3 separate regions of the Gossypium hirsutum genome follow, and regions 2 and 3 are each linked to region 1. The links are chromatin contacts, called in public Hi-C maps. All regions are on one chromosome and are shown on one strand. Each heading gives the region's core, a stretch centred on a gene start, on an enhancer-like site or on the middle of the called end of the contact. The rest is flanking DNA. Distances are from core to core; before and after follow the strand shown.

Evidence for each region. A called contact is a pair of places that touch in the nucleus more often than the background predicts.
Region 2: a Hi-C map of leaf shows a contact between it and region 1, with 2.1 times the contacts expected there. The contact joins the promoter of LOC107895981 here to the promoter of LOC107896697 in region 1. A contact is called at or near these places in 4 of 34 Hi-C or Micro-C datasets (all in leaf).
Region 3: a Hi-C map of leaf shows a contact between it and region 1, with 1.9 times the contacts expected there. The contact joins the promoter of LOC107896694 here to the promoter of LOC107896697 in region 1. A contact is called at or near these places in 2 of 34 Hi-C or Micro-C datasets (both in leaf).

Annotation. Positions count from the first base shown.
Region 1 is chrA10:96,947,456-96,951,338 of Gossypium_hirsutum_v2.1, reverse strand. It overlaps LOC107896697 (peroxisomal fatty acid beta-oxidation multifunctional protein MFP2), which reads left to right and starts at 2,209. Exons shown (of 18, transcript XM_016821928.2): 1 at 2,209-2,706; 2 at 3,467-3,538; 3 at 3,655-3,720; 4 at 3,792-3,848. The coding sequence starts at 2,604.
Region 2 is chrA10:96,587,618-96,591,500 of Gossypium_hirsutum_v2.1, reverse strand. LOC107895981 (phylloplanin) reads right to left here and starts at 2,262. Exons shown (of 2, transcript XM_016821158.2): 1 at 1,816-2,262; 2 at 1,200-1,725. The coding sequence starts at 2,005. The coding sequence ends at 1,445.
Region 3 is chrA10:96,657,004-96,660,886 of Gossypium_hirsutum_v2.1, reverse strand. LOC107896694 (midnolin homolog) reads left to right here and starts at 1,668. Exons shown (of 1, transcript XM_016821926.2): 1 at 1,668-3,646. The coding sequence starts at 2,168. The coding sequence ends at 3,517.

The DNA of each region.
Region 1 (3,883 bases), core at 960-3,459:
TTCGTTAAGAGTTCGTGACGAAGAATTTGTTCGTTGAGAATTTGTGTCAATGTAGAGATTGTTAGAAGTTGTGTGACCCAAATTTCTATTAAAAATAAAATTTAAGTGGCAAGATAGGGGGTCTACGAGGGTTGTAGCCCATCGTAGATCCCAAATAAGCAATCTCTATTTGATGTTGAATAGAATAAGCTGCTTTATTCTTACTACATTACTTCTATTTGACTTTGATTAGAATAAGATTTTTAAACCTATAAATAGACGTAATCGTTTCTCTTCTTATATCATTCGAATTCGACATGGTGAATTTTCTTCTCCTATATATGTAGTTTTTTCCCAAAAGGGTTTTTACGTAAAATTCTATATGTTCTATTTTTCTCTCTTTTTTACGATTTATTGTTATTATCGACGTTCAATTTTACACTATACATTATTCAAACTGATACAATCCTAATGAACGAACTAAACTATAGATACAAACTAAAAATTCACTGGTGAAAAACAAGTCATTATTTCAAATGATTACCAAAGCAATATGTATCGATGAATATGATTGGAACCGCTATTAGTAGTTAAGTAGATCCAATTGGATTGACTAGAAAAATTTTATATAATTAAACTTTTTTTATTAAAATTTATGCCAATGAAATTTGAATTAATAATAAACTCCCTATAAATCATATTCTAATTTTAGTCCATCTAAAATTACTAAAATTATTCGATCTATAAAAAATAAATTATAAGAATGAATGTTATTAATTGCCATCCTAATAATTTTAGTTTAGGGGTTGGCTCTTGCTCTTTTAGTGGTTTTTGTTGGAGTTAGTGAAAGATTCGTCGATTGTGACTTATTTTAATGACGTGGTATATCGAATTTAAATTAATTTATTTATGTTTATATATAATTTAAAAGATTTAACATTAAGTTATTTGGGAAAGACAAGATGATGAGTGTTGAATTTAAAGCGGCAATTTAAGAGATCCATCTTACTAGTTAATATAGCTTTGTATCCATTATGTTTAACGTTCTTTTTATATTATTTTCTAAGATATTCTAAAAAGAATTATACGAAATAGAGACATTACGTCATTTTTAAGGAAAAATTATATAAAATAGAGATGTTATATCATTTTATATCTTTTACTAATTATTTAATGTCATTTCAATATCTTTTTTTATGTAATTAACATATTATTTTAATAATTTTTTAATTTAAATCTTGAATCTTAAATTCTAAATCTTGGACCCTAAAATTCTAGACCTTGAACTTTTAACTCTGAACTCTAAATTTTAGACTTGAGTCTAGAGTTTCAATAACCAAGATACAAAGTTTAAAATTTAAAGTTCAAAATTTAAAGTCCAAAATTCAAGATAAAAAATTTATTAAAATAATATATCAAGGACATAAAACCCCCTTTATTTTATACAATTTTTGTTTACAATTTATTTCTAACATATTTGAGTTTTCTCCACTCCTTTCCTTTGATGGTAATATTTTATATATAAATGAAATTATCTTTTTGAAAAAAAAAGGTAAAGTGGGTTCGATAACGAAAGCGACCAAGACCAAGGGTTTTAATACTTTGGAATTATCATAATCCAACTTTGTTTTCTTCGTCTTATCTCTCTCAGCCTAATTTCCCCTACTTTGCATTTTAATATCTTACCCTAAAGATAGCCGATAGAAAATTGACACCTCGCCCAAGCTACCCATGTGACACTTAGTCGCAAAATGAAATTATTCATGAATAGAGTAAAATTGAATATAAATATAATATTAATACATTTTATATTTAATATGTTAGTGAATTAAATTCACCATGAATTTGAATGGATTTAGATAGACGATAAGGTATAGTATGATGTGTTTAGCGTATGATGTGTTTAGCTTACTTTTTATATCACGCTATAGTATTGGTACAGTGTTTAATTTCATCGCCACTACTATTTTTACATAAACTGTAATTAAATGTATTTTCCATCCAAATTAATTCTCAAAGAATTAACTTTCACTAAACTTCAAGAAAATTGTATCTAAAAGACAATATTTTCGTTTTTATACAGGGGCAGTTAATGTTTTACCTGTTATTCTCTTAATTTGATTTGTGATGCATAGCAAGTAATGTAGTAAAAAAGTTTAACTCAGTGAGATGTATTACCATTTTTCAATTTCATTTATGAGAATTAGAGGGTTGTGCTATCAATAAACATAAATTAACTCTGATTATAGTTGTGCTCAATAAATATATAAAATGAGAGTGGAACAGCAAACAAATATGGTTGGATGAGGACAGCCATGCAGGCGTTGGCGTTGGCGTTGGCGTTGGCGTTGGAACTCAACCAAGCAACTTTGAGACCAACGAAGCAGTTCAAAGATTTGGAGCAGCTGTTGATTAAAGCCTACTAACTTGGGTTTCTCCGTACACTCTTTTCTTCAAACGTCACTCCCTCCTCCGCCTTCTTACACGACACCTCCTTAAATAAAATCGTCGACCCAACTAACTCCTTTTATAATTTTTACTATTAATTAATACCCATTGTTCGACTCCAAATTTTGATTAAAAATAAATAAAGCAAGAGATTATAGCCTAAGCAAAGAGTGATAATGGGGAGCAAGAACAATGGAAGAACAACCCTTGAAGTTGGAGTTGATGGAGTTGCTGTTATCACCATCATCAATCCTCCTGTCAATTCTCTTTCTCCTGATGGTACCCCCTCTTTTCATTTTCTTCTTTCTTTATCTTTCCTTTTTGCCTATTGATTTTGAGTTATGGAATTTGGGATTTCTTTGTTATTTATGACCCACACTTTTTCTATGCAAATTGCTTTATAAAGTTTTGATCTTTTTGGGGTTCGTTAGCAAAAGAATTGTATTGGGTTTTATTTAGCTGCAGAGGAAAACAGATGTATTTATCAACTTGATATTCATTTTTCTTGCAAAGATTGGAATTTAGAGGGCTTATACTTGAACCATTAATGTTGACCTACAATTCTCTTACATGGTTCTGTGTTGGTCGGTTTGCAAGTAATTCACTTTATGCTACTCAAAATAGGGCTTATATTTGAACCATTAATGTTGACCTACAATTCTCTTACATGGTTCTGTGTTGGTCGGTTTGCAAGTAATTCACTTTATGCTACTCAAAATATGGTTCTTTTATTGATTGAATTATATAGCAATAGATAAAGCTGTAGAAAAACTCCAGATTATATACTTGTATTCCGTAATAGAGAAAAAGAGTGTTAGATTTTAAAAGAAAATTGTGAAGCATAATTGGGGTTCGAAGGCAAATTTGGATCTATAATTTCATTGTTCTTTTTTTTGCTTGGTATATTGCCCAAATTAGGTTATATGGTTACATGAAAACAATAGTCATCATTCTTCCCCCACAATTACATTTTAATGATTTTGTATATGTGAGAAGATATGCAATTGATCTCCCTTGGCTTTGTGTGTCCTCCTTACAGTGTTGTATAGCTTAAAAGAGAGTTACGACAAGGCCTTACAAAGAGACGATGTGAAAGCCATTGTTGTTACAGGTAAGTTCAAAGAGATCACTCCTTAAAATTAAAGGAAAAGATGTGTATAGATATTGTCTCTGTTACTGCTTTTCCAAAAAGACTGGAATTGGTTATTGAGATGCTTCTGTGAGCAGGTGCAAATGGAAAATTTTCTGGTGGTTTTGATATCACATCTTTTGATGGAATGCAATCAGGAAAAGGTATGCACAGAAGTCCTTTATGTATATATATTGCATTGGCTTGAAATTGATGGGTTGGTAGTATTTTCCAGTGGAGCAGCCGAAGCTTGGTTTTGTATCAGTTGAGATTGTCAGTGACACTTTAGAAGGTAATTACCGTATAATGATTTCTAAAACAGAAAGC
Region 2 (3,883 bases), core at 1,013-3,512, 360 kb after region 1:
TGAATAAAAACTTTGCTTTAGTATATATAGGATGTTTCCACATTTATGAAAAGTTGCAATTACTAACATTACAAATTATGGAACGTGGATTTGAGAGTTTAGAAATGATGAATCTCAAGTGGCAAGAGTCGTCAAAAATGCTATCTTGTCGATGGAACCATAATCACCCCCTCCCTTTGGAAGTGATAGATCAGCAGAAGAACCATCGGATAGGAAAAGCCCAACCAAAAAAGGGCAGATGGTTGCTAGAGCAAGCCCATCGAGAGAAGATAAAGGTCAAATCAAGGCCACAAATTATTATTCCAAATCAAACCTCTTCATGTTGAAAAAACTATCGATGATCGTCAAAGGAGGTGGAAGTAAGGACGATGAGAACCACAGGGGTGGCATTTGCTCGCCATACTGCCAACCAACCGACTGCCTTGGACGAATGGAGGTTGCTAAAAACGGAAGCCAATTTGAAGGTGGGTTGGGGAGATTGGGCTTAACAAGTTAATCGGTGATAAATTGAATTAAATGTTTCAAAATTAAATACAAAATTTTATAACCATTATAATTTATTTGGTATATTAATATAAATTAAATATAGAATATAATTATATTGTTTGTAATTATAAATATATATTGATTTCGTAAATTATTTTTATTTTTTATAATAATAAAATATTTTATTTTAATTTTATTAAGGTTATATTTGATAAACTAAAAATTAAGTATTGAAAAAATAAGTATCAAAAATTGAAGTGTTGAATTTAAGTTATAAAATTTATTTGGTATATTATTTAAAATTAAATATTGAGTATAATTATATTATTTTATAAAGGATAATATAATCTTAAATAAAAATCATTGAATTTATTCTAGTAGGTTACAAGGAATAAGTTGGTTTTTACCTTTTTTTTTTGCAAAAAAAAAAATCTTTAGTAATTTTCATTCCCTTTAAAAAATTAATTTTCAATTCATTGAATATTTTCAATATTTTATCAAACATTGCCTAATATAATATTTTTTATTATTTATGATAATTGTTGACAAAAATAAAAAATATAATAAATTTTTTATTTATTTAAAAAATAAAGAGATAATTTATATTAAAATTTAAAATAAAATCAATTTAACATTTTAATATTAAATGTTAATTTTTTAAAAAAAAGTATATTTAATTATCTTGAAAGTTGTCGTTTTCAATATAATAAGTATTATCAAACACAACTTTATTTATTTCTCGAAACATAGCAAGATTACATTGGGACTTTACTTACATGACAAAATGTAAGTTTTATTAAGAATTACAGACATTGTTATAACCCCACATTTGTATCTATTATAAGCCAACAATAATTATACAACAAAGAGCGACGCTATAGCCACATTCGACATTCAAAACGACCACCATATTTATCACTAGTTCAATGGATGTTCTTGTTCTAGTTTTCGAGTTTCATCATGCTCGTAAAAACCCGAACCCGGTAGGGATGATGTTAGTGATGTTCAAGAGTCCAGCAACGGTGCTTCCGATGACTTGTAAGGTTGAAGACAATCCCCCGATGGATGCAAGGGAGGTGTTGCAATTGGAGAGCGGAGTTTTTACGGCTAAGTTGCAGTTGTTGATCAATGAAGGGACAAGGAATTGCAATGGATCTAATAATATGGAGAACATGCCAGATCCATTTGTGGTTGAACTCGAAACCACGTTTCCACCACACTGAAGTTGCACCAATGCATCTAAAACACATTTATACCAAATACATATATAACTCAGCATTTGTGATCATTTTTTCGGGAAAATATGATGATAGAAAAGTAGAAGCTTACTAGGGAAAGCTGGGGTTGCAGTGCCGTTTACACCCATGTTGCCATCGACAGTACAAAATACAGTCCCTTGGATCCTAATCAAGCCAAGGAGGCCGCTAATGAGTCCACCTAGTTGAGCTTCAGCAATTAGAGGTATCAATGCCATTGCAGCAAGCAAGAGACAAACCAACATAAGTGTTTTCAAGGCCATGAAGTTTTTGGTTAATTAACCGAGTTAATATCAATGAAAATGATCCACTCTTGCAGCTGTGATGTTCGACAACCCTAGTTATTTATAGGCAACTTAGAGGGCAAGTTGGTGCTAAAATCTTCCACACAAGTTGGGGACCTTCACCATCAGCACCATGCACGCCACCATTGTAGGCTTCACCTACGTGGGGGCTAAACCTTGCCCCCTAGACTTTGGCATAGCTTAACATTGTTGTTGGAAAAAAAAAAAACTCACTTAGAAAAGAAAAAGCAATTGAGAAGTGATTTGAGATTTTCTAATATTTGGCATTACTATGAAAAAAATACGGTGAGAAGATAAAATGGTAATAAAGTACATCATTTTTAAAAAATATATTGTTAGATTATAAATAATCTATATGTACTATTTTTAATTTTTAAATGAGTTGAATTTACGAATCAATCCAACATTAATTTAATTAGGAAAAAATTTTATAGTATATCTTAAAAAAAAATGAATATTATTATAAGAAAGTTTTTTTCTAATTCTAATCCTATATGGAATTTATAAAATATAATTTAAAAACAGAATAAATTTAAAAAAAAACTATATATATTAAGATTTAAACATAGTGTAGCAGCCAATTTTGACTCAGACCAGCAAACCAAAAATAAAACCTAAAATATAATAAATAAAATAAAAGTCCAATAGTCCATTTACAATGTTAAACAGCCTAAACCCAACAAGCCCAACAAGCCCAAAAGTTTAAAAACCCTAACTCAACTACCCAAAACATCTCAGCAACCCTAGCCCCAATCTTTTCAGCCGCCGCTCCTCACCAATGGCCACCACGCACGCCACCACCGGTACACGCCTCCTCGCACGCGTCTGGTCGCCCACTTCACCTACAAAACGAGACTAGCACGCAAACAAAAAGAAACAACAAACAAGAGGACAAAAATGATAGCAAACAAAAGAAACAACGAAGAAACAAACAAAATAGAAATAAGAACAAGCATGTATTCGGCTATAAAAGCCATTTTCATTCCCTTTATTTTTTTTACGCATATTAAGCAATCAAACAAAAAACGAACACTAGCAATCAAAGCAAAAAACATACAAAAAGGTTGATCTCTGATTTTATTTTCTTTATTTTCACTTCATTTTATTTCTTTAATATTTCTTTTCAATTTTAATACAAATCTGTTAAACAAAGTGGGCATAAAATGAATAAAGGGAAAGAGGAGAAGGGTGACTTACTGGATCCACCTCGTAGCCGCATCGTCGGAGCTCTCCTCTTCGTTCGGCGTGGTCGAGTTCAAAAGAGGGGGTTGAGCCCTTGTCTTTTGTTTTTTGGAGCAAATCTCCAATGCGTATAAAAAAGAAGGGCTAAAAGAGCCCATTTTGGTGTAACACCGGCCACCAAATGCGGTGGTGGCGCGGTGGACAGTCGACGGCACAAAGAGGGGGTTTAAAAACCTAACAGAAAAAAAGAAAAGTTTTTTTAAAATTTTCTTCAAAAATGGGCTGCAAATGAATTTAAAAAAAAAATTTGGGGCTTAAATATGTTGCATGAAACGACACCATTTCATTTCCTTCCCCATATGCCAAAACGGCGTCGTTTTGGGGAAGGGGCGGGTCGACCCGACCCGCATAGGCCAGGACCGCGTGTTTTGTAGCCTTGGGGCTATTTACGCGGTGAGTCCTTCCATATTTTCGTGGTGTTCAATCCAATCTCATTCCTTTTTAAAATTTTGCCCTCATAATTTCTCTGTTGCTACACTTAAATCCTACATTGAAACGCTGCGCATAGGGGATTAGGGTAATTGCCCAGTTGACCCCTGTTCTTTCGCGCGTATTTCAATCAAGTCCCTGGCAATTTTCTATTTTATGATTTAT
Region 3 (3,883 bases), core at 419-2,918, 290 kb after region 1:
AATACGAGTTTCATAAAAATGCAAAAAGAAAGAGGACAATTGATAGTTGAAGTATAAAGTGTCATATTATATCATAAAGTTTTGTGAAAAGTAGGTGTCGAAGATCATAGCGTATTGAGCAAAAAATGGAACATGGGATCCACAAATGTTTTTAACATATTGTGCACCAATCCAACAATTATCATGTTTTTTTTAATTAAAAAAATTAATTGTTTTAACCTTTTGATTAGCACTCAATATCAAATAATTGAAGTGAAAATATCATAATAAATGGTAAATAGTTTAGGGATAAGAAGGCGCATGCAGCAGCAAGAGTTGATGTGTTGAACAAATGAGTGGGAAAAGGAGGTTGGTGGATACAACATTGTGGGGGGTCACTCACTCTGGCCCTTTTCTTCCATTGCTGTCGCTCTTCCCTCTTCAACCAAATTTTCACAATCTTTTTCTTTGTTCTCCACTTATTGTTAACTCCTATCACTATTTAACTTAATTCCATTCCATTAATTTAATTTTTTCCAATTAACAAAGCAAAATAAATTGGGACGAGCAAATGAACCCGAGAAGGAGAGGGCCCTTCACAAACTAATTATGTCAAAATTATAATTTAAATCTTTTTAAATTATTAATAATTTAGTTTAAACATTTTTAATACAAATTTTTACTTATTTTATAATTTTATCTCAACCTTTCTAAATAAATTTTTTGGTTAATTATAACCAAAATCTATTTATATTAATCCACACAACTCTACCTTCTTTTTCTAATGATTTTTTTCAAAATTTTTAATAGTATAAAACCATATATTTATAATGTGTTCATGAATACATGTAATTGTTTAGGTCATGTATAAAATAATTATATATAACTTATTAACATATATATGATTTTAGTTTGTATTTCTAGTACATATACTAAAAAATAAAATATTATAACGAATAAATTAGTAACTTTAAAAATCGGGTAGGTTATCACAAATACCTCACTCCACCATATGCATTTAAAATAAAAAATCTCAGATGATATAAATTTTATTAAGTGGCCATCGTCTTAATAAAAATATTATAGAGATATTTGTATTAAGAGTTGATAATATTTTACTTTTATTATTTAAAAATAAATAAATTAACTTTTTTATATTAGAGCAGAAAGTAAATTAATCATTTTGGTTAAAAATTCCATCTATTTTTTACTATTAAAGCTAATTATTAATTGTATGTTAAAATGAAATACATGACACATCACATGCAATTATTTAATTATTCTATATTTTTAATAATAAGAATAAATAAAATTTTTAATAGTATTTAATCTATCGTACAAACAATAATTAACTCGTTTTTTAAATAAAAAATTAAATACAATCTTATTATTAATACAGTATCCTCTATTATAATTTTACCCTCATCCCTCGTTATACGAAACCCTTTTCTATGGAGTCTAATAATTTTTTATATTTTCAAGTATTATATATAAATAAGTTATAAGAAACTAATAATTGATTTTTATCAGGAAAGAAAAAGCCAAGTAAGCAGTAATATATTTAGAGATAAAAAACAAAGCGAATTTCATAATGCAATGGCAGAAAAAGAAGGAATCTACTCTAATCCATCCATCTACAAAGAAGAAGCATATTTTCTTCTTCTAAATTCTAATATATATTATATATAAAAAAATATAAAGAAGAAGAGCAAAGGGCAAAGCGAAGCAATGGAGTTAAAAGGAAAAACCCTTCCCAGGAGCTAAAGTGAGGAGTCAGAAGAGAGTGCTTTGGTTAGTAGATTCCTGTGGGAAGGTGATAGGCGGGGGGTTGATGAAAGCTAAAAAAGGGATTAGGGTTTAGCTTGTGTATGGTTTATATGATAATATCACTTTGTTTAATGTGTAGGCAAGTCAGTGTTCCACGTGCTCCTGGGGACTCTCTCCCCCCTCCCCCTCTTCAATGCCATATTTTTTTTCCCCACTCAATTACACTCTCTGACTCTCTGTTTCCCTTCTTTTGTTTGCATCTTCCCCTTCCCATTTCTCTCTCTTTTCTTGGCAGGGAAAAAAGTGAGTAACTTGTGGGAAAGCAAAAACAAAGGCCATATCTTTGATGTGAAAAGAGAGCAATACCAGTTACAAGGATCAAAGATTTTCTAGATATTTTTGCCTTCCCAGTTAGTTTAACATGATGGAAGGAATCAAAGGTGGAGGAGGAGGTAGAGTTGGTGTTGGTGTTGGTGTTGAAGAAGATATGGGAGATGGTATGCAATGCAGTAATCATCCTTATAGAAATAACCCTGGTGGGATTTGTGCTTTTTGCCTTCAAGAGAAGCTAGGCAAGTTGGTTTCTTCTTCTTTTCCTTTACCGATTCGTGCTTCACCTTCTTTTTCTTCTTCCCCGCCTTCTTTTAGATCTGATACTGGTGCCATTGCTACTAGTTGTGGCGGAAATGGTGGCGTTAGTGGTGGTGGTGGTGGTGTTGCCACTTTTTCCGCTTCTTCACTGTCTATGTCTGTTCGTCCCATAACAAAAACTAGGCTTGATAGTGGCAATAATAACAGTCATTATGAAGAATGTTATACAAGGCGGGCCAGGATCCCTTTCCTTTTGGCAAAGAAGAAAAAGAAGATCATGGTGGCATCATCAGATCATCATCATCACCACCACCACCATCATCATGCTAATATTGCTTTGAAGAGAAGCAAGTCAACTACAGCTCCCAGGAGAGGCCGGTTCTTGGATGGTGAAGTAGATAATGGTGGAGGCTTCAGTCCCAGAAAAAGAAGTGGTTTTTGGTCATTTCTCTATCTTTCTTCCAAGAGCCATAGTTCCAAAAAACCAGACAAGGTTGCTTCAATAGCACCACCGGCAGTCACTGTCTCAACAGCAACAACAATGGGGGGACCTTCATCCTCAAGTGCGGTCGTGAATGTAAAGCCAAAGGAGAAAAGCTTGGGTTCATCATTGTCGAGAAAAGGAGGCATTGTGGTAGTAGAAGAGGATGACAGCCCCAACAGTGAAGCCACTGCCTCAGCTGCATCATCATTTGAGCGCAAGGTTTCGAGATCCAGGTCCGTAGGCTGCGGAAGCCGGAGTTTCTCCGGTGATTTCTTCGAAAGGATCTCAACCGGGTTGGGAGATTGCACTCTCAGACGAGTTGAATCCCAAAGAGAAGGCAAACCAAAATCCTCCGCCGTCGGCGCCGCCTCATCATCATCAGCAATGAAAGAAAGGGTAAAATGCGGTGGCATATTCGGTGGTTTCATAATCACATCATCATCGTCTTCCTCCTCATCTTCATACTGGTTATCGTCATCAGCGGAGGATCATAACGGGAATGGGAAAGCAACAGGAGCAGCGCTGATCCATGGGAGGAGCAGGAGTTGGGGATGGGCATTTGCAAGCCCCATGAGAGCATTCACCAAACCATCCTTTGGTAAGAAAGATGCTACCACCGTCATTAGAGAATCAAACAACAAAAACACAACTCCCAATCTGGCTGCCATTCCTTCCTTATTAGCTGTTAGAAGCTAAAAATGATTCCAGTTAATACGCATTACATTGGCTTAATTATTATTGCCTGTTTATTTCCATATTTATTATCATATGTTCTTAAGAGACTCTATTCCTTTAGTAATGTTACACCCCTTAATCCCTTCCTTACTTGTTACTACTACTGCATCACATATATCTGCAATTAATTATATTTTGGACTCTTCATATTTTCTGATTCCTTAAATAATGTGTATTGTTTGTTAACGTTTGTAGTGTTGATTTGGAAGTAGTGTAAGAAACGTTTTTGCCCTCATCACATGCATTCACATGGCTGTATGACGGTCTTAAGACACATGCTTACCCCTTAAACAACCCCATTGACCGTTTGATTTTTCTGATTCTCAA